Linked DNA regions of Sus scrofa: all the other regions are linked to region 2. The links are chromatin contacts, called in public HiChIP or PLAC-seq maps. All regions are on one chromosome and are shown on one strand. Each heading gives the region's core, a stretch centred on a gene start, on an enhancer-like site or on the middle of the called end of the contact. The rest is flanking DNA. Distances are from core to core; before and after follow the strand shown.

Region 1 (6,671 bases), core at 1,419-3,918, 130 kb after region 2:
TCCACCGACCAGAGCTCTTCCTCCTCCTCTAACTGAGATACCACATCTGGCTTGGAAAGCTGATGCTCTGCCCAAGGGAAAAGAGAGAGGGCTTGGGGGTCTGTGTTCGGGAGAAAATACTTTCCGGCTACAGCAATTCTGGTCCCGTGTTCTCCCCTTGGGGCCTAACTGCTGGTGACAGGCGGTGCTGATATTCCCGCCCCCTCCCTTTAGCTAGTGGCTGGCAGTTCCGGACTCTACCCAGTAAAGGAGCAATAGGACCCAGTTCTGGCCAGCAAGGCACAAAGGGAAGTTTGCCAGCTAGGGCCCCCAGGCATTGTTCTTCTTCCCTGTCAGTCTGTAAAAAGAGAACTGGCCAGGGCTGCCGCCTCCCTTTCTTTCTGCCTTGAACATGAACGTGATACTTGATGTCACAGTCCGGCATCTACTAACCTAAGAATGGAAAACTTCACACTAACCAGGGAGCGATGGAACGAGCTGGGTCTTTCATGATACTCTTGAGCGGTCAGACCTGACGCCATGTCCTTTGGAATTCGTTTCAGCTCTGCCTCTGCTAGCTGAAAACCTCTGTTTGACCCACCTCCCCAGCATTCAGTGCCTCAGGGGTGGACCAGGTAATGCTTCAGAAGTTATCTGTGAGGTTATCTTTGTCCTGTGTGTACAAAGTCAAGTCCTCTCCCTCAGGCTCCAAAGACCTTGACGTTTGAACTTGCAGGATGAGCCCAAGCTGACACACACTGCAAAGGCACCACATTTATGCTGCAAAGCGCAAATCTTTATTGACACACAGGCCATCCTTACCCACTGAGACCAGGTTCCTGTAGTTCTCCAGCAACACCTCCCTGTACAGGGACTTCTGTTCAAGGTCCAGCATTCCCCACTCTTCTGGGGTAAAACCCAGCGTCACATCTTCAAAAGTCACTGGTTCCTAAAACCCACAGGTGCCTGTTCAGTCAGGGCCTGTCGTCACCCACACTGACAGGAGGGAGAGGCTGACTGAGAACATGCAGGCACAGTCAACAAGGTGACCTGAAAGCATGCAGGTATCTCATCATGAGTTCTTGCTTTTGTCTGAAACAGCAAACCCAAGGCTGACCCTATTCTGGTCACAGCATGGAGGACTACCCAGTAAGGCCGAAGGAGATTCTTCATTCTCTGAAAACCTCTCCATTTTTTATTAACCTGGGGATTCCTGGGTATACCTCCTGCTACGGGATTCCGCAATGAGCTGAATCATCACACACTCCAGCCTTCAGCTCCCACCCACTGCCCATACTATTTATATTTCCTCCACCCTTCAAGGATCCATCTTCATCTCTCTTCTCTCCCAGTGACTAAGTTTTTTCTTTTTTTTGCTTTTTAGGACCGCACCTGCTGCATATGGAAGTTCCCAGGCTAGGGGTCCAATCGGAGCTGTAGCCACTGGTCTACACCACAGCCACAGCAACTGTGGGATCCGAGCCACATCTGCGATCTACACCACAGCTCACGGCAAATGCCGGATCCTTAGCCCCCAATAACTAAGCTTTAATGCTAAAGTAGCTGTTGAAATCTAAATAGAAGCCTGATTCCTGCTTAGACCTGTCAACGTCTCCCTCCCCAGCTCCCACTCTCCTAGTTTAATGGATAAATGAGAATCCCCCATAATTTGACCTTTATCCTTGGAAAGCTAAAATACTTGTTATTCCTCTGTCCACTAAGGTCTCTCCTTCCCAGCCAGTTCCTCGCCCAACCCCGAGATGTTGCGCGGCCCGGGGCATTTCAGGGATGGACTCTAAAACTCATAAAGAACCCTCTACTCACAGGGAACCAGGCCGTCGGAAGCCCGGAAGCCATGCCTTCCTCTTCCTGGAGGTGTCTCGGGGGAGTGGGCAGAGTCCTGAGAAAGTCAAATTTGGAGGTGGGAGGGGCGCGAGGGTTGAGTCACGGCCCCCGCCCCCCTCAGCCCAAACAACCGGAAATGACAGCTCCATCCCCCACTTCGGAAGACGCCCTGAAGGGCTGTCTCCAGCAGCTCTCGAACACCCAGAGGGCCGGTTCCCCATCCTCCACACCCAGAAGGAATCGGTCCGTTTCCTCACCCTTCACGAGCCCTGAGGGGGGACGGCCCGCCCGGTCCCCGCATCTTTTGGGCCCCAAGTCCCCGACCCCCACTGCCCCTTCAGGCCCCGCGGCGGAAGGACGGCAGGCGAGGTGGTTCTGAGCTCCTCTTGTGTTTGGCGAAATGGGGGCTGCGGCTGGGCTTGCCCTGCAGAGCCGGCCTGGAACAGAGTCCCCGACGGGCGCGGTTTTGGCGCCGCACTCACCCCGCGCGCGGCGCACTATGGCGCCCGTCGGTCCGTGGCGAAGTGCGTCAGCGCGCCGGTCCGGACTACAACTCCCAGACACCCCCGCGGCGGGGCGCGCCCCCACCTTGCAGGCGACGGCCATCTTGGCGGGCCAACTCTGGGTGGCACGCGAAGCCCGGGCGACGGAAGGGCGCCCTAGTAGTCCCGCTGGGCTAGAGAAGGCCTCGGGCTGGACCCGTCAAGCGACTGGGCTGCAGCACCGGCGAGGACGGCAACGCAGGCCAGGAAGGAGCCGTGCCCTGACATATGGGCGACCACGCGTGGGGAGGGCCGGAAGTGGAGAAAGGGAGCGTGGGCGGGGCTGAGGCGGAAATGCAGAGGGGTGGGGCGGGCTGCAGCTCACACCCAAAACGGAGGGAGGAGGGGCGGGCCGGAAGTGCTTGGGGGCAGGGCTAGACGTCCTTCAAGTTCCGAGAAGGGGGCGGGGCTTGGAGGGCATCCACGCCTAACGGAGAGGAAGAAGGGGCGGTTTGGAATGGTGGGAGGTGTTCTGGAGGGGAGCGGGCAATATGCCAGAGAAGGGGAGTTTCCGTCCTGGCTCAGGGGTAACGAACCTAATTAGTATCCCTGAGGACGCAGGTTTGATCCCTGGCCTCGCTTAGTGGAGTAAGGATCCAACGTTGGTGTAGGTTGCAGAAACCGCTTGAATCTGGCCTATCTGTGGGTGTGCTGTAGGCCGGCCGCTGTAGCTCCCATTCCACCTGTATCCTGGGAACGTCCATATGTTGCAGTGTGCAGACCTGAAAAAAAAGACACACAAGTATATATATATATGTTCACATATATGTATATACCTGAGGAGGGAAGGGGAGACGGGCCTGCCCGGAAGTGTGCAGAGGACGAAGCTGAACGTCCGCCAGGCCCAGGGAGGGGAGCGGGGTCGGGCCCATGGACAGTGCGGAGGGGCCAGGACTAACTGTCCACCCAAGTTGTGGGGAGTAGGGCATTGTCACGTGGACTCAAGGCATGGGGCGTGGGGGTTGTCAACGATAAACCAGAGCAGGACGGTAGTTAAAGCGGTGGAAATAGATTTTACTCAATAAACTGTTTTAACAGGGGTTGGGTGACTTCATTGTAGAACTGAGCTGAATTCTGCTTTATAGTCAAGGATTGGGGAGGGGGGTGGAGGTGGGGGGTAGTTGGTGGGTAGAAAATTAGGAAGAGACATCAAGTCTAGGGGTATTTTGAAACAAGCTGATAGGTTTTTTTACTGAAGGCAGGCTGGGGTGATGGAATATCACCTGGGAGAGATACTGGGGACGATGATTTTGATCAGATGTGAGAAGTAAGGAATTCTTGATAAACTGACTTAGGATTCTTGCTAAAGTGGAGGAAATGTGTGTACGAGGAAGTACACGCATGGGCCTTCCTGGGGAAAAGGTTCAGCAAAGGATCTTTGTCAGGCAGTTGGAGGACGCTGGACAAGATGCTCTGCCCAGTGTCCTCACTTGCGAGCTAGATGTCCATGTTTAGGAAGTGAAAGAAGTCTTTGGCTGCCTCAGACGTGGTGTTTGCTCTTTTTCCTTGGATGCATTCCCCCTCTCATCATATTGAAGCATCTGGGACAAAATATTTTCATGTCTTCCTCAGAGTCCAGTGTCTGGTGTCTCAGGTTCCAGGGTCTAAGCTCTGATGTTCTCCCGTTGCTGCTTGGGGCTCTCCTCTCCTTCTCAGCGCCGGCCCAGTGTAGTCTCCTCACTTCCTTGGGATTTCCTAGCAGGTTCCAGCAGCCCTGTGCTCTATTTGGGTCATTCTGTCCACCGCATACTAAATTTGTTCCAGGAGTTGTTAAGTTCTGTGGTCACTGTGGGACACATCCATGTGCAGGCTGCACATCACATTGTTCATCGTATTTGCTGCTATTAAGACCTTAAGTCTGTTGACTTTTTCGTGTTCGTACTTAGCCAGAGACCATACAGGTGTTCCTTATTCTAACAGCATTTCCTAGGATTTTTTTTAGCTATTGTAGATAAAACACCCCTATTCATTTAATAATTTAGGCCTCTTTTCTGTTTTTTGTTTGTTTGTTTGTTTGTTTTTTTGTCTTTCTGCTATTTCTTTGGGCCGCTCCTGCGGCATATGGAGGTTCCCAGGCTAGGGGTTGAATCGGAGCTGTAGCCACCGGCCTACACCAGAGCCACAGCAACACGGGATCCGAGCCGCATCTGCAACCTACACCACAGCTCACGGCAACGCCGGATCCTTAACCCACTGAACAAGGGCAGGGATCGAACCCGCAACCTCATGGTTCCTAGTCGGATTCGTTAACCACTGCGCCACGACGGGAACTCCCTCTTTTCTGTATTTTGACATTCAGTTTTTCATGTTGTGTAGCCCCAGGCAGTGTAATGGCAATTAGGTGGCCAAATTATTGTATCGTTTTGAATGTGACTGGGGATGCCTCTGGTGGTTCACCGTTAAGTGGGGCCTTGACATATTAAGGAAGCAAGCCCCCGTGGAAGTTTTTTCAATTCTTTCTGCATATAGGATTAAAACAAGATTTGAGGTTAAAAGGCAACTTTAAATAAGTATGTTATTTAGGACTGACTCATGAATGCCACTTTAATACAACCTTTAATAATGAATTGCCTGTTATTTTTCTCACTTAGCGAATAAAGCGTGCTATTTGATTATATTACAAACATTTCATTCAGCCTGTTGTGGCTGAGTGGTAACAAACCCAGTAATATCCACGAGGATATGGGTTTGATCCCTGGCCTCACTCAGTGGGTTAAGGATCTAGCATTTCCTCGCAGATGTGACTCAAATCTGGGGTTGCTGTGGCTGTGGTGTAGGTTGGCAGCTACAGCTCCAATTCAACCCCTAGCCCAGGAACTTCCATATGCCATGGATGTAGCCCTAAAATTTTTTTTTTTAAATTCTGAACAAATGTTAAATATTAATTGCATGTAAAATACCAAAAATATTATGCATTGGAGGTTCCTGTCATGACTCAGCAGTAGCGAACCCGACTAGTATCCATGAGGACTTGGGTTTAATCCCTGGCCTCTTTCAGTGGGTTAAGCATCTGGTGTTGCCATGAGCTGTGGTGTAGGTCGAAGACTTGGCTTGGATCCTGCATTGCTATGGCAGCTGCAGCTCTGATTCCACCCCTAGCCTGGGACTCTCCATATGCTGCCCCGAGGGGCCCGAAAAAGAAAAAAAGGCTGGATTAGCAGTACTAATTGTTTCATTCAATTGCAGAGTTTAATTTGCATTTTTCTTCTCCTAATATACTCTGTATATAGTCTGACAAACCTCTTTATTGAGATACTAAATAGTTGAAATATATTCACCTTCTTTTTTAAGATGTTTGATCATGTCCGTGGCATGCAAAAGTTCCAAGGCCAGGAGTAGAACCTGAGACACAGCAGCAACCCAAGTCATGGCGGAAACAGTGTCCGCTCCTTCATATGCTGTGCCACCTGGGAGTTCCAAAATATATTAACATTTATTCATATGCTTTTTAAAAGCAGTAGTCTACTATTTGTTTTTTTGTTTTTGTGTTAAATTTTATGGCTGCACTTGTGGCATATGGAAGTTCCCAGACCAGGAGCCACAGCTGTGAGCTATGCTGCAGGTGCTGCAATGCCAAATCCTTTAACCCACTGAACTGGACTGGAGATTGAACCTGTGCCTCTGCAACAACCCAGACCACTGTGGATGTATTCTCAACACACTGTGCCATGATGGGAACTCCTTTTGGTTTAATTTAAACAATGTATGACTGAAAATAAGAGATATAAAACTACATATTGACCAAATCACTGTGGCAGCTGATGGCAGTCACCTGAATTGTAGACCTGTGGCTTGATTTCCACTCACCGTTGTTCTCTTAGCTCATCACACAGCGCATCTCAAAGTGTTCCATGTGAAGGGGAACACAAGTTTAAAGTCATTTTAAAAAGAAGAAAAAGAATCTACTGTAAAGCAAAGTGACCCAGTTGGAGTTCCCGTCGTGGCGCAGTGGTTAACGAATCCGACTAGGAACCATGAGGTTGCGGGTTTGATCCCTGCCCTTGCTCAGTGGGTTAACGATCCGGCGTTGCCGTGAGCTGTGGTGTAGGTTGCAGACGCGGCTCGGATCCCGCGTTGCTGTGGCTCCAGCGTAGGCTGGCAGCTACAGCTCCGATTCGACCCCTAGCCTGGGAACCTCCATATGCCGCAGGAGCGGCCCAAAGAAATAGCAAAAAGACAAAAAAAAAAAAAAAAAATCTGATTGGAATTTTTAAAAAATCAGTAAAAAAAATAATAAAAATAAATAAATCAGTAAGATTGCAATAAACCAGACAAATAGGAATAAAGATATATAAATCAAGTACA
Region 2 (6,709 bases), core at 852-3,351:
TAGACTGGGATCCTCCATATGCTGCAGATGCGGCCCTAAAAAGACAATAAATAAATAAATAAATAAAATTTTAAAAAGGCCTGGGGTATTGGCAGAAGCATAGACACAAAGACCAACGAAACTGAGTTCAGAAATAAACTTTTATGTTTTTGCTCAACAAAAATTTCCAAAAAGTGTACCAAGGCCATGCAACTGAGAGATACTGGCATTAGAATATGTATATGTAAGATATAACAGAGATTTAAATTACATTTCATGACCTAAATTTGTTAAAAAGATGCATTAAATTCTACAGGACAAAAATAAGAACCAGAATTTTGAGACAATTAGATTTCCCCAAACAAAACAATACCATCAGGCCCTTACACTTTAAAACATTACAATGGTGACTCTTCCTACCAAATAGCTTGTGGGATGGGACACTCTCAGGAAGGAACCATCTCCTGACTACCAATGTGGCAACTTCTAACAGGACACAAGGAAAAACACCAAAGATGGGTGCGGTGTTCCTCTTCTACTTGAGCCACCTTCGACTCTTGGAGAACAGCTATGACTTTCAAGTGATTCCACCATTAGAGGCGCAGCAAAACCCCTCACCTGCAAGGATATGTCATTAATCTGCACATCGTCGGTGCTCCACTTCCCAAAGAGCTTGATGTCTGGGGTCTCCGCCACTGCGGGTGCAGCTGTCTCCCACTCCGTCATCCTAGGAACACAAAGTGTCAAAACCCAAAGCATACCCACCACTGAGTCTGAAGCTAGCCCACATCCTGAAAAATAAGAAGTCACCAAGAACCAAGGAAAGCTGCAAACATCTGGGTCCACTTTGTTGAGCCTTAGAAAAACCACTCATTTCTCAGCAAGAAACATCCGTCTCTCACCCAGGAATTCCGAGGCCAAGAGTTGGCAGGCACGCTTTCAACAGTTGCAGTGAAGCCCAGAATGGGCAGACGAGACCAAATGCACTGACTTGGCGTTAAAATCCCAACCATCTTCAAGAGCTCTGGGACCTTAGAAAAGTCTATAAACCGCTTTAGGCTCAGCTTACAAAGTAACACGGAAAAGATTCAATAGTAGTAATTCTGCGCTTTATCAACGCAAGGGCTGAAGTTGGTTTCTGACCCCAAATAGGGACTAAAGGCTCCTATCTAGGAAAAACCCTGCATACTGCACCTAAAAACAACAGCTACTTCCTACATGTAGTACAATTGTAGAGGCAAAGCCAACATTCTCCGGTCCGCCGTGGGGCAAGGCTACGGCGGCGGCGGGGCTACCGGGAGCCAACAACGGGGCAAAAGTAACTTCCCCCGCGCCACTATTTGTGTCCTTCCAGGGGAAGCTCAAGAGGTCGGGGCTCACACACGACTTCCGGAAAACTCTGGTTTGGTCCTCGGACCCACAAATCCCCGAGACCCTTACCTAAGACCGCGGCTGAGGCGTCTCTACCGCTTGGCGTGGACCACGCGCCGCCCTGGCACAGACAGGAAGAGGCCGTGCGCAGCGGTCCAACGATTTTAAGTGAGGCGATAACTTCCGGGTCAGCAAAAGTAGCGCGTGCGCAGAACAACACGGCATATCCATAGACCAATCCGGAGCAGGGATGCAAAGGCGCCCTTTGGGGCTGACAGAACACGTAAACGCTCGGCGCATGCGTACTTGCAGAAGCGAGCCCAAAGGTGCTCTTGGCGGATGTCCGACTTCCAGCTCTTGCCTGTTCGCGGCGAGGCTAGGGTGGAGGGGGACGCTGCACAGGCGCAGAGGTCTCTATGAGGTCAGCGCCGCCATGTCTAATGTGGGCAGAAGTCTGGCCAGCGCTCGCCGCTATACCAGCACCACAAGTTGTGGGCTCCGGCGGCTTAGTGGTGTTAGGGCATTAAGACAGCTCTCTGCTGTAGTCCCTACCCGAGGCGGATGAGCAGGCATCACTTACGGTTCTCCTCTGCTATACTCGCGCGGTCGGTCGGCTTGGGGCCTGAGCTTCCAAGAGGGGACCCCTTGCTTCACCCCATGCCAGGGTCCTCCACCATTCTCCCTGTCTCCCGCCCGGTCACTGCACGCGGATGAGCCTCCGGGAGGAGCCCTGGAGGAGGAGACTGGAGAACAGCCTCTGCCTTTTTTTTTTTTTTTTTTTTTTTCTTTTTAGGGCCACACCCAAGGCATATGGAAGTTCCCACTCTAGGGGTCTAATCCGAGCTACAGCTGCTGGCCTGAACCACAGCCACAGCAACAGGGGATCTTAGCTGCATCTGCGACCTGCACCACAGCTCCCAGGCAACGCCGGATCCCCGACCCAACAAGCAAGGCCAGGGATCAAACCCACATCCTCATGGATAGTAGTCAGAGTCCTTTCCACCAGCCCACCTGGGAACTCTCCTCTGCCCTTTTTGATCCAGCTGGGGCCTGCGCTGGTGAGGTCACTGGCATAGTGCAGGTTGAGCACAGTGGTGGGTACACTGCCTGCTCTGCAGCCCATGACCACAGTGGTCAGCATGGAGCATATGTTAGGCCCAGACGTGAAGCTGTGCTGGGATGTGAGTGCCTTCCTGGCTGGCCTGGCAGAGGCAGCCACCATTGTAGCTGCTCACCACTACTGGGCTGATAGCAGGGAGCTGCATCTGGCAGAGCAGTTTCCATGAGGCTCCTCACCTTCCCGTACCCACCTTAGCCTACAAGGGTGGGGGATTCTCCTCTCAGACTGAAGAGCCCCAGCCACCTGAGCCTGGTGGTCCTTCATTTGTCCCCAGCAACCCCACATGCTCACCCTCGGGGCTTGCCAAATTGCAGGTGCTCAGATGCTTCCAGGTTTGTTGACTGATTGTAAAGGTACTCACGGCATATTAAGGCCTGCCCCTACCCCTAACCCAATTCCAGGTTTCAGACCAGAAACTCTGGGCCCTCTTGGACTGTCATCAGTCACCATTTATGCCACTGCTCAGGGCAGGAAGCTGTTCTGGGCAGGGGGTTAGATCCTCAGCCCCGAGAAGCCAAGGCCCCATTCCCGGCGGCCTGTGGTCTCCATGGCCTGTGCAGAGCAGCAGCCTTGGGGCTCTCACTAGGTCTGTGGGGACAGGGAGAGTCTAAGTCAGCCTCTTCCGGGTCCTAGAAGGTCACTCTCTGATTCTTGGGGGCTCTCCCTGGTCCTAGAGGAGTCATCAGGTGGGGTGCTGGCTGGAGGAAAACAGGGAGGCTGGGAATAGGCACCAGACACCCTCACAGGAGGGCCTAGAAGGGTCCCCCAACCCTGGCCCTTTCTCCTCAAAAGCTGAGGGGGTCCACCTGTCTGAACCTCAGCTTCCCATCAGTGTGGAAATGGGAATGAAGTCAGATAAGGCCCGCTTGCTGTCTGTGGTTCTTGGACTACCGGAGGTCACTTGAAATGGCTATCTTCATTGACCTTGCGAGAGGGACCCGCCGTGCAACGGAGGGCAGGAGGGAGGTCCCACAGTAAAGCCCCATGGTGGGGGGTCCCCTTGCACAGCTAGCAGTCACACACGACGTGCCAGGTCTGGGAGAGTCTAGCCTCCCCAGGTCCCCAGGACACAGGAACAAAATCTGGATTCTGACCCCATGAATCTGGGGATGCTGGTGCTGTGTTCTTCAGGCTGGAGGGAGGAAGTCCCTGCAGAGGCCCACCCTCTATTCCTGGACACGTCCACTCTGTGCTGACCAGCTCGGGCCATCTCCTCTGCACTGCTTTTCCAGGTGCTCCATGAGGGCAGGCTTTCTGGCTTGTTCTTTGCTGTGTCCCCAACTGGAAATACTGAATCTGTCATCCAATGTCTGCTCATGACTTTTTTTTTGTCTTTTTAGGGCTTCTCCCATGGCACATGGAGGTTCTCAGGCTAGGTGTCCAATCTGAGCCGTTGCCACCGGCTCACACCACAACCACGCGGCATCCGAGTTGGTGTCTGCAACCTACACCACAGCTCATGGCAACACTAGATCTTTAACCCACTGAGCAAGGCCAGGGATCGAATCCAAGTCCTCATGGATGCTAGTGGGGTTCCTTAACTGCTGAGCCATGATGGGAGCTCCTGCTCACGAGTAACGTGAACAAAGTCTGTCATAAACTTGCTGCTCCCACTCTAGGCTTTTGGCGGGCAGAGTGGCTGGAACGCCCTCCTCCACCAATTCCAGCCCCAGGACACTGCATCCTGCTGTCACCTGTTCACAAGACCTCCTTATCTGGGTCTGCCCCTCTTCCTGGTCGTGTCCTAATTCAGGTCAGCCTGGGGAAGCCCCTTCCTAACCCCAGGTAGGCCTTAAGAGTGTAGGAATCAGACCACTTGCTCTTCAGAACAACTTGATTTGATAGTCACGGATACCAAGAGAGGCAGTATCTTGTCCAGTCACACAGCAAAAACAGGCAGAGCTGGGATTCTAAGGTGGTTAGCCCCAGCGCCTGACTTCTGCCTCAGCTGGCCTCCCTACCCTCTGTGCATCCTGTCTGCCCCAGTTCCAGGAATCCGTGCACATACAAAGAGCCTGAAAGCAGAGTTCCTATTGTTAAGAATCCTACTGCAGTGACTCAGGTCGCTGTGAAGGTGTGGGTTTGATTCGTGACCTGACACAGTGTGTTAAAAGATCCGGTGTTATTGCAGCTATGGAATATGCTGCAGCTGTGGCTCAGGTTCAATCACTGCCCCAGGAACTTCCATATGCTTCAGTGTGGCCATTAAAAAACCACAACAACAGGAGTTCCCGTTGTGGCGCAGCGGAAACGAATCCAACTAGGAAACATGAGGTTGCAGGTTTGATGCCTGGCCTCGCTCAGTGGGTTGGGGATCCGGTGTTGCAATGAGTTGTGGTGTAGGTCGCAGACGCGGCTCGGATCCCACGTTGCTGTGGCTCTGGCATAGGCTGGCGGCTATAGCTCCGATGAGACCCCTGGCCTGGGAACCTCCATATGCCATGGGTAGGGCCCTAAAAAGACAAAAGGGGAAAAAAAAAAAAAGGAGTTCCCATTGTGGATCAGCCGAAATGAACTTGACTAGTATCCATGAGGCTGTGGGTTTGATCCCTGGCCCCACTCAGTGGGTTAAGGCTTTGGCATTGCCGCAAGCTGCCGTGTAGGTTACAGATGCAACTTGAATCTGGCATTGCTGTGGCTGTGGTGTAGGCCAGCAGCTGCTGTTCTGATTGGACTCTTAGGCTGGGAACTTCCACATGCCCCAGCTGTGGCCCTAAAAAACAAACGAACAAACAAGGAGTTCCCTTCGTGGCTCAGCGGAAATGAATCTGACTAGTATCCATGAGGATGCAGGTTGGATCTCTGGTCTTGCTCAGTGGCTTAAAGATCCAGTGTTGCTGTGAGCTGTTCACAGACGCAGCTCAGATCTGGCAAGGCTGTGGCTGTGGCACAGGCCAGCAGCTACAGCTCCAATTTGACCTCTAGCCTGGGAACCTCCATTTGCTGCAGGTGTGGCTGTAAAATACAAAAACAAAATAAAATAAAACAAAACGACAAACCCAGCAAAGGGCCTAGTACATATTTGCCCAATGAGTAAATGAGTTCAGTCAAGTCTAGGCCTTTCCCGTGGACCACTGGATCTGGAATAATCCAGAGAGGGGCTCTCTCGGCCCCTTAAGCTGCTTTTTTGGGGGGATGTGCCCCTAGCATGTGGAAGTTCCTGGGCCAGGGGTCAAACCTTCACCAAAGCAGCAACCCAAGCCACTATAGTGACAAAGCCATCAACCCATTGTGCAGAAAGACAACTCCCAGGCTCCTCCCATTTTAAGGAAAAGGCTGCTGAGGAGTTCCCCCTTGTGGCTCAACGGAAATGAACCCAACTAGTATCCATGAGGACATGGGTTTGATCCCTGGCCTTGCTCAATGGGTTAAGGATCCGGTGCTGCTGTGAGCTGTGGTGTAGGTCGAAGATGCAGCTCAGATCATGCACTTGCTGTGGCTGTGAAGTGGGCTGGCAGCTGCAGATCTGATTTAACCCCTAGCCCAGGAACTTCCACATGCTGCGGATTCATCCCTAAAAAGCAAAAAATGCTGTTGCTGAGCCAGTAAACAAGGAATTACCAGTAGAGGTGGTCTCCTTGGTCCCAAGCCTGCTCAAATAAAGGAACAGATGAAAGTGATCAACAAGCATGTTTATTGTTCTTCTAACTCCTTCAGGACTGTCTCCCCTCCCTCCCACAGCCTAGACAGAGAGCCAGTACATCCTGCCCACTGCCTGACTTGGGCCTCCTGCTGCCCATCGGTCTAACACTGGGCGCACAGGTGGGATGGCTTGACACGGTTGCTTGTTATAGGAGGGGGAGTTCTAGCCCTCACCACAAAAGAGGTGCCTGAGCCAGGTGGGTATGCCTAAGTCCCTTCCCCATTCTCAGTTTCCTTAGTGGCATATCAGGATCCCATGTTCAGGACGGCTCTCCGGAATTGGGGGTGGGGGTGGGAATTCAGGGCAAAATGTGCAGGGCTGGGGTGGTAATGCTGGATCAGATTCAGACCTGTCTCCTCACCTGCAGCACTTGTGGTAAAGAATAGAGGGAAGGAGGAACTGGCCTGGATTTGGAAACCCTAGAAGAGGGTATTAATAGAGGGTCTCACAGGTTAGGAATAAGGATAAATCCAGAAACACATTTTGGACACCCAGCTATCAAGAATTAGTGGGTACAGGATCTCAAGTTTGGGAAACAAGATACATAAACTCAGAAGCCTCACAGGAGTTCCCGCTGTGGTTCAATGGGATCAGCG
Region 3 (5,992 bases), core at 1,565-4,064, 170 kb before region 2:
GATTTCATGGCTGCGTGGACATAACCACACGTGTCCCCCAGGACCCGTGGAAGCGTCAGGCCTGAGTCCACTCAGTGACCAGCAGGCTGCTGTTCCAACACCCACGCTGCTATGACGCAATGTCTGTTTTTAACAGCGTGCATCAGCTAAGCATCTGTCCAGCAGCAGGGAACATACCTCTAAGGAGGCAAATGCTGGCCACTGTTCAGAAGACAGCCAATCTCAAAACACTGGCGACGGGCTCAGAAGAGAGTCCGGCACTACAGCCAGGCACCCAGGGAGGACCGGGTGCACCTCACGCTCACGCCTAGGTGAAAACCAGACCTGCGTTATCAAGGTTTTCCTCAGGGCAGCGGAATCCAGTCTGCAACTTTTCCAACATGTGCAGAACCAGCCTCCTCATGTGCCCCGGGGGACCCCAGCACCACCCGCGGCAGCCCCTTCTCCTAGCCCCTCCTGTGAGTTTCTAAGGCCAATCACTTACCATGAGATAAAGCAACTCCACTCCTCAGCATGTAACCAAAGAGACTCTGAAAGCATTTGCCTGCACAGATAGAGTCACGGAATTCACACCAGCACTACCCACAGCCAGGAGGACCCAACAACCCAAATATCCATTACCTGGTAAGGAAATAAACAGAAAGTTGGGGGACCCACGGGACGGATTAGTATTTAACCATCAAAACGAGTGAGATCCCGACGTCGTACAGCGCGGATGGCCGCTGAAGACGTCACACTCAGCGAAGGAAGCCGGGTGTAAGAAGCCACATACGTATGACTCCGTGTAATCAAATGCTCAGAATGAGAATGTGGGATCAGTGGCTGCGCTGCCAAGGGACTGGGGAGGGAAGAACGGGGAGTGACTGCTAACGAGCACGGGGCTTATCGGGCACAGGACCGTCTTAGACACGCGTGACGGCTGTACAACTTTGCAGATGGACTAAAAGCCACCAATTGACAATGTCTTGATATGTAGGTTATAGCTTGATAAAGCCATCTTTTGTTTAAGTGCTAAGGTTTCTGTCTTGATACAAACAGCCAAGCAGGCAGAAAGAACGGCATAAACCCGTGTGTGAGGAAAGGCGTAAACACACGCCCACGTGAACAGATGGCTGGAACCACCGTCCCTCCTGCCCCTCGAAGCCCAGGGTGAAAATGTCACACAGCAGGAACCACAAAGCCACCCCGGCCAGGCTGACCTGTGCCCCCTCCTCCTGCCTCCACCTGCTCCAGAGCAAGGGGGGCCCCCTTCGTGTGAGCGGCCGTCTCTCTGCTCAACTCTCCAACCAGACCGGACTCCAAGAGGCCGAGGACTTGCCTCTCCCCTTGCCCTCCCGCCAGGGCCCAGCACACGCACGGGCTCAGCGAACCTGAGACGAAGGAGGAAGGGAAACACGGTCCGGTGCACCCTGAGGGGAAAAGCCACACCAACCTCAGGCTCACGCCTCTGGGAGCCTCAGAGGCCAGAAAAGTCTCCAGTCACGTCACGGCTTCCGAGGCCTCCTCCCAGCTATGAGGACACTGGGGGCGGTGGGGGCAGGCACTCAGGACCCCGGGTCACAGGTTGGACCCCTGCACGGTCCTGCCCTGGCTCCCTTGGCTCACCAGCCTCCTGCGACATCTCAGCCAGGTCTTCCAACAGCGCCACAGCCTCCTTGCCACTTGCAGGGCCCTGGGATGCCACCCAGACCCGGATGTCAGGCGGCAGCACGCCCAGGAAGTGCTCCAGCACCAGCAGCTCCGGCATCTGCTCCTTGGAGTGCACTTTGGGCCTCAGCCACGGGCGGCACAGCTCCCGAAGCCGGCTCAGGGCCTCCCTAGGACCCACTGCCTCCTCAAAGCGGAAGCTGCAGAGGCGTTGCCAGGGGTCCCTACCAAGCCCAGGCGACAGGGTTCGGGGCCGAGGATTGGAGAACGGTTTGGGGTCACAGCAGGCGGCCTCATCCTCCCCCATCTTGGTGATCACGAGCTTCTCCTGGTCAATGGGTGCTGGGCCCGCTGCCATGGCAAGACCTAGGGAAGCTGGCCTCCCCTGCCCTCACTGGGGCCACATGCACCCTCTTCCTGAGACACATACAAACTCGATCAGGGCCATGGGCCACCCACACCCCTCCACCCACTCACGCCATGCAAGACCACTCGCCATGGGAGAAACTGTCCACAAACCTGGCCAGGTGGCGACCTGGCTGGGGACACCTCCAGCCACACCCTCCTCACCTGTGCCCTCATGAGGATGCCTCACACTGGGAATCTGGTTAGGGGAACAGTGATGGAGAGCTTCCTGCAGGGAAGCTTTCAGGAACTCAGGTCGACTCGGCCAAGGCAGGAGGACTGCTCCTGGGGACAGGGCATGGGCACATCCAGGGTCTCGGTGACCAAGAGGACCTCACCAGCAGCCAAGCAGAGGTGCTGGCAGGAACTAGCAGAAGGTGGGTGTCCAGGGAGGCTCTGAGCACATGAAGGATGCAGTACGTGGGGCCTAGCAAGAGGGACGTGGGGGACAGACTGGAAGCCAAGATGGAAGCTGGGGACAGCTGCAATGCAGCTGCTTGGGGATCGCAAGAACTGCTCCAACAATGCAAGGCCTGTCTTCCCTCATGGAAGATTCCTGTGGAGCCTGAGACACCCAGCTCCCCTCAGCTAGTCAAGGTCAACCACGGACAGAGGGAAACGGCCACTCTACAGCGCTAAACAAGAAGGTAAGCTGTGGCCCACCTCACCAAACATGATCCCACTAACATTAAAATTTTAAATGAGGAGTTCCCGTCGTGGCGCAGTGGTTAACGAATCTGACTAGGAACCATGAGGTTGCGGGTTCGGTCCCTGCCCTTGCTCAGTGGGTTAACGATCGGGCATTGCCGTGAGCTGTGGTGTAGGTTGCAGACGCGGCTCGGATCCTGAGCTGCTGTGGCTCTGGCGTAGGCCGGTGGCTACAGCTCCAATTTGACCCCTAGCCTGGGAACCTCCATATGCCGCTGGAGCGGCCCAAGAAATAGCAAAAAAAAAAAAAAAAAAAAAAAATTTTAAATGAAACAACCCCATCAAAAAATGGGCAGAAGATCTAAACAGACAGTTCTCCAAAGAAGACATACAGATGGCCAAGAAACACATGACAAGATGTTCAACATCACTCATTATTAGAGAGATGCAAATCAAAACCACGATGAGGTACCACCTTACATCAGCCAGAATGGCCATCATCCAAAAGTCTACAAACAATAAGTGCTGGAGAGGGTGTGGAGAAAAAGGAACCCTAGTACACTGTTGGTGGGATTGTAAATTGGTGCAACCACTGTGGAAAACAGGATGGAGAGTCCTCAGAAAGCTAAACATAGAACGACCAATTGATCCAGCAATCCCACTCCTGGGCATCTATCCAGAGAAAACCACAACTCACAAAGACACATGTACTCCGATGTTCACTGCAGCACTATTTTCAATAGCCAAGACATGGAAGCAACCTAAATGTCCATCGACAGAGGAGTGGATCAAGAAGATGTGGTACACAGACACAATGGAATATTACTCCGCCATTAAAAGGAATGAAATACCAGCATTTTTAGCAACATGGATGGACCTAGAAATTATGCTAAGCGAAGCCAGCCATACAATGAGACACCAACATCAAATGCTTTCACTGACATGTGGAATCTGAAAAAAGGACAGACGGAACTTCTTTGCAGAACAGCTGCTGACTCACAGACATTGAAAAACTTATGGTCTCTGGAGGAGACAGTTTGGGGGTGGGGGGATGTGCTTGGGCTGTGGGATGGAAATCCTGTGAAACTGGATTGTTATGATCATTATACAACTACAGATGTGATAAATTCATTTGAGTAATAAAAAAATACTAAAATAAAAAAAAACTTAAACGACAAAAAAGGGCCACTGCTACAAATGTTCAGAAGAGGATCTTGAAAACCACCAACCCCTAGGCTGGCAATTCTGGGGAAAAGAACTGGAGGTGGAGGACGTCTCCTTTTTCTTTTGTAAGGTCTGCATACTGCTGAATTTTTTTCCTCCAATGGCGTTTTCATTTGCTATCATTGCGTTTTCAACGCCAAAGCATGTCTTCAAAGGGTTGGTCAGGGCTCTCCAGAACCAGGTTGCCCCATCGAACAGCCCCCACCGCTGGGCTTCTCACCCCCAGGTGCTCTGAGATGATACTTAGAGGGGAGGGCAGTCTAGGCAGCGGAATCGGCAAATGCGAAGGCTGTGTGGCCAGGGCGATCTTGCAGAGCCTTTGGAAGGGTTAAGGATCTGATTTTATCCCCGGGTGCGTCCATACTCTCACTTTCGGGAGAGGAGAGCGAAGGTACAGAGCGGGCAAAGAGGAGGCCTCAGCTGCGGAAATCCTCAAAGACTTCCCAGGGCAAGTGAGAATGGTTTAGGGGAGCTGGGTGGAAAAGACGGCGAGTCCGCACAGAACTGGGAACCGCCAGAGACAGGCGCAGAAACCCCACCGCGGAAGGGACCAGTGCGGGTCCGTGGCCACACCCCCGGAGGCATGGCCAGAGTCCCGCGGACTCCAAGGCCCAGCAGCACCCGCGCCACGTTCCCCGCGAATTCGTCCGGGCTCGGCCGAAAGAGGCGCTGCTGCTCCGCCCCACCTCTCCTGCCGTCCTCTGGCCAGCAGCACACCCTACCCCCGGCATTTCCGACGCCTCTGCCGCGTTGCGCCCGGACTCACCGCCTCCGGGAGCCACGCGGGCCAGCGCGGAACAACGCCACGCAGGAACCAAAAGCAACTACCCCTGGGACCCTGACCCGGGAGCCTCCGGTTGCCCAAGGATTACTTCCCGTTCCTTGTCGCCACCCCCACCCCCCCTCCTTACCATAGTGCATGCTCACGCGCAAGAAGGTAAGAAAGAGGTCGCGGCAGCGTCTGCGTTTCCACGACAACCTTCCGCGTCCGGAAGTGAAAAGTGCGCAAGACCGGCTCTGTCCGCAAGGCTCTCTGGGAAATGTAGTCCCTGGACTGTGAGGCCAGACCGTCGAGCTGTGGACAGTGCCTTTCCCAGGAGGCGGCGGGCACCAGCGCGCGGAGCTGCCGGGAAATGGAGTTTTTCAGGGGCCTGTGAGGGGGTGTTAGCGGTGTCCCCGATTTCAAGGAAACGAGCCCTGGAGCCAGACGAGCCCGCGCGCGCCGCGAGACCGCAGACCTGTGGCTTTCCCGTGCTGTACTGTGCCAAGTTGCCTTTCAGCCGCCGCTACTCCTCCCACCTGGTTACCTGCCTTCTTGAGCTGCTGCACCGCACTTGGCCTCCAACGGGACTGTTCCTGCCTTTCCCTCCTCAGGCCTTCACTAAATACAGCATGCTGGGCCGCATGGCCAGCTTCTTTTTTTGTTGGCAACGTCCCCCAAAGCCAGGGCATCACCTCCCCAGAAAGCCCTCCATATCCTCACCCCCTCAACACACACACACACACACCCCGCCCCCCCACTAGGTTTGGGTCCCTCAGAAGTCGTCAATATAGCCATTGTCACAAAGAATGTAACAACTTCTGGACTGGCAATTCTTTTTTTTTTTTTTTTTGTCTTTTTGCTATTTCTTTGGGCCGCTTCCGCGGCATATGGAGGTTCCCAGGCTAGGGGTCTAATTGGAGCTGTAGCAACCGGCCTACGCCAGAGCCACAGCAACGCAGGATCCGAGCCGCGTCTGCAACCTACACCACAGCTCACTGCAACGCCAGATCGTTAACCCACTGAGCAAGGGCAGGGACCGAACCCGCAACCTCATGGTTCCTAGTCGGATTCGTTAACCACTGCGCCACGACGGGAACTCCTGGTTTTTTTTTGTTTTTTGTTTTTTGTTTTTTTGTCTTTTTAGGACCGCACCCGCAGCACATGTTGGTTCCCAGGCTAGGGGTCCAATCAGAGCTGTAACCACCAGCCTATGCCAGAGCCACAGCAACGCTGGATCCCAGCCAAGTCTGCGACCTTCACCAGAGTCCACCGCAAGACCAGATCCTTTAACCCACTGAGCAAGGC
Region 4 (6,594 bases), core at 2,634-5,133, 230 kb after region 2:
GCCATTCTGGGAATGATGCACAAATGACTCAGTCAGCCGACAGGCTCAGTTTCTTTCTTCTTTTTTTTTCTTTTTTGCTTTTTAGCGCTGCACCTATGGCACATTAACCACTGAGCCATGAAGGGAACTCCCCTGAGTTTCATTTATCAAAGACAAAGGGAGTAGTTTTGTTCAAAAACACAAAGGATGGTGTGAACCAGCCCTTGTAGCTTTAGAAAGTCTGTGGAAAGTGTTAGGTTCACTGAAGGAGGAACACGTGAGGCCAAGTCAGTCAACCAGAGAGATTTATTGATGCATCAGAATCAGATGGGGAGTTCCCACTTCGGCTCAGCAGTAAGGAGCCTGACTGGTATCCATGAGGACTTGAGTTTGATCCCTGGCCTCACTCAGTGGGTTAAGGATCCTGCGTTGCTGTGAGCCGTGGTGTAGGTCGCAGACTCGGCTGTGGCGTAGGCTGATAGCTATAGCTCCTGTTCGACCCCTAGCCCGGGAACTTTCTCTAAGAAGCAAATAATAATAAATAATACCCTGCAATGACTGAGAATGATAAAGTTTGGAGATTCCTGGAGACCTGAAGTATTTGATCCATGCCTGGCTTCCTCCCTCTGAGCCCCCGTTTCCCCATCTATAAAATGGGTGTTGGGCCACTGTGCATTTCTGGACTTGACATGGGGACAAAATGACTCTGTCTGTGTAACTCTCTTAGGGCAGGGCCAGCTGGTACCTAGTGGGCCCTCGAAATTTTGGTTGCTTTTCGCTATTTATAAAATGGACTGGAGTTCCCACTGGGATGAAGCAGATTAAGAATCTGATTGCAAGAGTTCCCACTGTTGCTCAGCAGGTTAAGAACCTCATGAGGATGTAGGTTCGATCTCTGGCCTGATCAGTGGGCTAAGGATCCAGCATTGAGGGGAGCTGCAGTGTAGCTCACAGATGTGGCTCAGAACCTGTGTTGCTGTGGCTATGGTGTAGGCCGGCAGCTACAACTCCGACTCAACCCCTAGCCTGGGAACTTCCATGTGCTGTGGGTGTGGTCCTAAAAAGACCAAAAAAAAAACCACCAAGAAAACCCCACAAAAGACAAAAAGCCCACACATTTATTATCTCCAAATGCTTCTGTTGGTTGAAGTTCCGTGTATAGCACGTCTCAGCCAGGCCTCCATCTCGGGTCTCAAGAGGCTAAAATCAGTGTGTCGGGAGGGCTGTATCCTTTGCTAATTGTTCAGGGCAAGGACCTAGTCCTGTAGGTTGTCCCGCAGGACATGGAGGTTGTCAGCGGAATTCATCTCCTTGCAGTGGTAGGATCGAGGACCCTGTTTCCTTGCGGGTTGTCAGCCAGGGGCCCTCCAGTCTTCTAGAAGCTGCTGCACCCCTGCCCCAGGGTCTCCTTCCATCTTCCAAGGCAGCCCTCCCCCCACCCCCACTCCAAGTCTTTTCACGTTTGCCGCCGCATTTCAGCCTTCTCTTCTTTTCCTTCTCACTTATGTGGGCTCACCTGATGGCTTTGAATCCTTCCGGTTAATACGGGAGCAGCTTCTCACGTCAAGAGTCTTCCCTTAATCACATCGGAAAAGTCCCTCTTGCCAGGAGAGGTAATGTGTCCACAAGGGCCGGGCTTAGGGCGGGAGCACTGAATGCACCCTCACCAACCGTGGGTTCCTGGGTCTTTCCATTTGGGGGGGGGTGCCCACTGTGTTTCAAAGCAGCAATTTAATCGTCAAAGGCAGGGATGGTAGAAAGGGTGGTGACTGTCATCTCAGGTGGCCAGGGCCACTGCAACACAACTCCCAGACAGATGCCTGAAAGAGCAGACCCTACTTTTCTCCCAGTTTTGGAGGCTGGACATTCAAGAGCAAGGTACTGACAGCATTGCTTCCTTCTGAGGCCTCTCATTGGCTTGCAGGTGGCTGCCCTCTCCCTCTGTCCTCGTGTGGTCATCCCTCTGGGCAAGTCCCGCGAGGCTGTGTCCTGTGTGTGTGTCCTACTCATCTCTTCCTATAGGGACACCCGTCAGATTGGATCAGGGCCCACCCTTTTGACATTTTTGTACCTTAATTACTCATTTCCTATTTATTAACCTTCAAATATAGATGCTTCCTAAGATACTGGGGGTTGGGCTTCAACATGTGAATTTTGAGGGGAATCTAACTCAGCCCACAATCATTGCTAATAACAGTCACTGCTGCTAGTTGGGAAAAATTTTAACCATTAAAAAATAACAGGGGAGTTCCCCTCCTCATGCAGTGGAAATGAATCGCTGTGCCCTCAGGAATCATGAAGTTGTGCGTTCGATCCCTGGCCTCACTCAGTGGGTTAAAAATCTGGCATCACCGTGAGCTGTGATGTAGGTCGCAGAGGTGGCTTGGATCCTAAATTGCTGTGGCTGTAGCATAGGCCGGCAGCTGTAGCTCTGATTTAACCTCTAGCCTGACAACCTCCATATGCCACAGGTGCGGCCCTAAAAAGCAAAAATAATAAATAAATTAAAAAAACAAAACAAAACAAAAAAAACCCAGGAATTCCCTGGCGGCCTGGTGGTTAAGGATCCAGCATTGTCACTGCAATGGTGCAGGTAGCTGCTGTTGCACAGGTTCGATCCCTGGCCTGGGAACTTCCATATGCCTCAGGCCCAGCCAAAAAATGAATAAACACATCTAGGAGTTCCTGTCGTGGATCAGCGGAAATGAATCTGACTAGCATCCGTGAGGACACAGGTTCCATCCCTGGCGTCACTTAGTGGATTAACAATCTGACGTTGCTGTGAGCTGTGGTGCAGGTTGCAGATGCGGCTTGGATCCCTCATTGCTGTGGCTGTGCTGTAGGCCGGCAGCTGGAGCTCCCCTTCAACCCCTAGCCTGGGAACCTCCATATGCCACGGGTGTGGCCCAAAAAAGGCAGATAAGTAAATCTATGTCTCCTATAAAACAAACAAGGTGACATTTATTTTGTCCCTACTAAGGTATATTTTTGAAGGTAGCATCTTTTTGGGGGTGGGGGTAGGGAAGAATTTCTCAGGTGTGGACTACGCGATAGGCAGTCCTTCGGGGAAAGGTGGCCTGGCTCTGCGGACCCCCAGGTCTGTGGTCAGGATTGAGGACTACAGCTCCCAGGAGGCCAAGCACAGCAGTGACCCGACCCACTGGGGGCTTCCGCGGGCACTCACGTGGGTGGGGAGGCCACGCACGCGTCCTTCTGGGAAATGTAGTCAGGTTTCTGGACCCCCGCCCCTGCTTCCGCCCGTAGCCGGGTCATAATTGCCAGAAGAACCAGCACGGCGGCCACCCAAGCACCGGACTCCCTTCATGCACCACAAGGGAACTCTCCTGAGGTTCCACCATCGTCCACCGCTTGTGTGGAGACCAGGCTGTCGTCAGCGGCCTCCCGAAGCCTGGAGACAATGGACTACAATTCCCGAAATGCCTCGCGCCTAGGGGCCGCAGACTGGAGCCACCCACTGGCATCGCGGAGCGCCCTGGGAGATGTAGTCAGAAGCTCTAAGTACTCACGCACGCCGCCTGGCGGACAAGGCTAATGTGAATTTGAGTCCCTAGAACACCCAGAACGCTCATCTTCGGGCCGCGCAGACTGTGGTGGACGCCCGCCCAAGTGTCGCTTCCGTGTCCTACAGCAGGAGAAACTGGTCTAAGTGTGGTCTAGCCCTGGCCCGGGAACCTGGACCGAATGCCGGAAAGCTCCATTTCCAGCCAAGGTCCGGCCGCGCACACTCATTTTGGGGGTCGCGCCTATCGCCGTGCCGTCTGGAAGATGTCATCGGGCTCTCGGGCGCCCTCGGGTGGCGGTCCGGCCGTAGCACTACAGCCCCTGGGAGGTGAGCGCAGCGGCGACCCCACGCACCGGCGTCCCTCGCGTGCGCTCGCGTGGGCCGGGACGCCCCGCCGCGGGGGCTACTGGGAAGTGGACTCCGTCCACCGGCGCCCTCGCGGGCCTCTCCTGGGCGGCTGCGGCGCCCTCGCGTACGTCCGGCGGTGGCGCCGCGGGGCCTCCCGGCCGTGGTAGTTCCCGCCGAAGGCCGCCGCGGCCTGGGGTCCCGAGTACCCCTCCGGAGGGCCGCGGATCCGGCCGGCATCTCGGCCCCGGCTCCTCCCCCGTGAGAGCGCCTGGCCGCCCTCGACGCTGCCCCCTCGCTTCTTGCCCTGACTTGGTCGCGACCTCGGCCGCGGGGCTCCTGGCAGCCCGGCTCCCGGTGCGTGGCCGCGCCCTCCCTCCTGACCCACGGGGTCTGAACCCAGGGCCGGAGGGCGTGTCTCCCCCAACCGGGGACCCTCCGCCTGTCGTCGTGGCCGAGGAGGGCTGAAGGGACGTAGAGGACGCCGCCTGGTCTGCAGTCCGCGAGTGTGTCCGCCGCATGAAGGTATCAGCGCGAAAACGCGTGACCCGCGTGGAGCGTCCACCCATTCAAGCGACGCGCGGTTCCGGTCTTCTCATCGCCTGGAAAGATTTGCCCAAAGAGGACTCATGTCTCCTCGGTTCTGTTGAAGCAGGTAACCTGTGTTCCAAAACCTGAGCGCTTTCTGAGCCCCGGCTCTCGTGGAAAGACTAAAAGCACCGCAGGAAGTAGCAGCTGCTCTCTTAGGCTCTTTCGAGGTTTACGGGTGTTTCTGTCTGAGACTCGGTATTGCGCCCAAGCCCAGAGAACCCCTGGCGGATGTTAACGTCATCAACCGTTCGTAACGTGGTCGGCGTTTTATACCTGGTGGCACCAAGAGGAAGAGGAATCCCAAAGGCGGACTGTACCTTCGGAACTTGGGGAGGATCCCTCGTTTCCCGAGAAGTGAATGAGATTCTTAGGGGGTAAAGGTTTCGGTAGTACGGAGGCACCCCTCCAAATGGTTGCGGCACACCCGCAGCACCCCCGGAAAGCCACAGGTACCTCTCGGAAGCCAGAGCGCTCAGGACATCTCTGTCCACCAGAGTCCTTCCTCGCGTCCTCATGTGGCCCTTCCCTGACCTTCTGGGAGCTTTGCAAAGAAAAGGGTCTTGTTTGCGCGCACACAGGGGTGACATCTCGGGGGCAGGTAACCTTCGAGGACATGGCTGCACTGAGACGTGTGCTGGAGACCTTTGGGCATCTCGTCACGCGGCGGGGCTGTGCCTTGCGTCGACTTCTGCTTGGGGTCTCAGCAGAGCGGGTGTGACCTGGCCGGGCGCGCGGGATCAGTGAACCGGAGCCTCACAGCCTGATCGCTCCCTTGGACAGGGCCCTGGATCCCCAAGCCAGCTCTCGGTGCCCAGCTAGAACCCGCGGTAGAGCCATGGGTGATGGACAGAGGCCTCTCCCAAGATGCTGCCCGGGTTGGATGGGGACAGGATCTTTATAGCCTGTTTATAATTTCCTTCATATCTACCCTTTGTCCTGCTCTTCACTCCTCTTCACTTGCATAATTCTTCCCAGGCTTATTTTCCTCTTGCCTAAAGAGCTCGCTTTGTCATTTATTTCGCAGTGACAGAATTCCCCCACTTTGTGTTTGCCTGATACTGCTCTTATTTAATCTTCATTTTGGAATTACCCTGTTGAGTAGTATTTCAGTTTTTGAATGAGCAGCAGTTTATCTGTTCTGTTGATGAACGTTGAGCTTTGCTCTAGTTTGGGGCTGTTGTGACTGATGCTGCTGTGAACATTCTTATACAGAGCTTTGAGTGGACCTGTGTTTTTATTGCTCTTGCAAAATTAGGGGTGAAATTTCTGGGTCATGGATTACTAAGGTCTGATTTTATTATTTTTTTCTTTTAGGTTATGCGTTTTGTGTTTTCTTTCTTTCCTTTTTAAAAAAACTTTTATTTATTTATTTATTTTTGTCTTTTTGCCTTTTCTTGGGCTGCTCCCGTGGTGTGTGAAGGTTCCCAGGCTAGGGGTCTAATCAGAGCTGTAGCTGCCAGCCTACACCACAGCCACAGTGATGTGGGAATCGAGCCTCATCTGCAGCCTACACCACAGCTCACGGCGACGCTGGTTCCTTAACCCACTGAGCGAGGCCAGGGATCAAACCCGCAACCTCCTGGTTCCTAGTTGGATTCGTTAACCACTGAGCCACGACGGGAACTCCTTTCTTTCCTTTTTTCTTAAATGTTCAGAGAAATCTTTGACTGTGCCAAAACTCCAAATATATTCTCCTGTTTCCTCTTGGTAGTTGTACAGTTTTTGCTTTTACATGAAAATGTAATCTCCACCTTGATTTAATTTTTATGTAAGTGTGAGGTAGTAGACAAGGGATTTGTGTATTTATTTATTCATTTGTTTATTTATTTTTTGCATTGTACAGCCACACCAACCGCATATGGAAGTCCCCAGGCTAGGGGTCAAACAAGAGCTACAGCTGCCAGCCTACACCACAGCCACGCGGGATCTGAGCCTGTGACCTACACCACAGCTCAGAGCAATCCTGGATCCCTGTCCCACTGAGCAAGGCCAGGGATCGAACCCCTGTCCTCAAGGATACTAGTCAGACTTGTTTCCCCTGCGCCACAATGGGAACTCCAGGATTTATTTTTTCTTATAACTATCCAGTTGTCTGTTACCATTTCATAGGAAAAAACGTTCCTTTTAGGAGTTCCTGTTGTGGCTTAGTGGCTTAA

What was found. HiChIP or PLAC-seq counts read pairs in DNA pulled down with a chosen protein or histone mark.
Region 1: an H3K27ac HiChIP or PLAC-seq map of alveolar macrophages shows a contact between it and region 2. The contact joins the promoter of LOC100518738 here to the promoter of RPS5 in region 2. A contact is called at or near these places in 1 of 5 promoter capture datasets (liver), 3 of 47 Hi-C or Micro-C datasets (blood, epiblast stem cells and heart right ventricle) and 2 of 2 datasets of contacts at active chromatin or transcription factors (alveolar macrophages and skeletal muscle).
Region 3: a contact with region 2 is called in an H3K27ac HiChIP or PLAC-seq map of alveolar macrophages. The contact joins the promoter of LOC110261339 here to the promoter of RPS5 in region 2. A contact is called at or near these places in 1 of 5 promoter capture datasets (liver), 2 of 47 Hi-C or Micro-C datasets (liver and skeletal muscle) and 2 of 2 datasets of contacts at active chromatin or transcription factors (alveolar macrophages and skeletal muscle).
Region 4: an H3K27ac HiChIP or PLAC-seq map of alveolar macrophages shows a contact between it and region 2. The contact joins the promoter of LOC102158443 here to the promoter of RPS5 in region 2. A contact is called at or near these places in 2 of 2 datasets of contacts at active chromatin or transcription factors (alveolar macrophages and skeletal muscle).

Annotation. Positions count from the first base shown.
Region 1 is chr6:62,829,273-62,835,943 of Sscrofa11.1, reverse strand. LOC100518738 (neurotrophin receptor-interacting factor homolog) reads right to left here and starts at 2,668. Exons shown (of 11, transcript XM_013998887.2): 1 at 2,082-2,668; 2 at 1,804-1,879; 3 at 802-928; 4 at 1-67. The coding sequence starts at 2,125.
Region 2 is chr6:62,963,347-62,970,055 of Sscrofa11.1, reverse strand. It overlaps RPS5 (40S ribosomal protein S5), which reads right to left and starts at 2,101. Exons shown (of 6, transcript XM_003128133.4): 1 at 1,420-2,101; 2 at 598-706. The coding sequence starts at 705.
Region 3 is chr6:63,131,490-63,137,481 of Sscrofa11.1, reverse strand. LOC110261339 (zinc finger protein 444-like) reads right to left here and starts at 2,814. Exons shown (of 3, transcript XM_021097421.1): 1 at 1,606-2,814; 2 at 178-1,521. The coding sequence starts at 2,005. The coding sequence ends at 1,511. The region is part of intron 1 of LOC110261337 (tigger transposable element-derived protein 1-like); the gene reads right to left.
Region 4 is chr6:62,737,026-62,743,619 of Sscrofa11.1, reverse strand. LOC102158443 (zinc finger protein 606) reads left to right here and starts at 3,883. Exons shown (of 8, transcript XM_013998898.2): 1 at 3,883-5,036.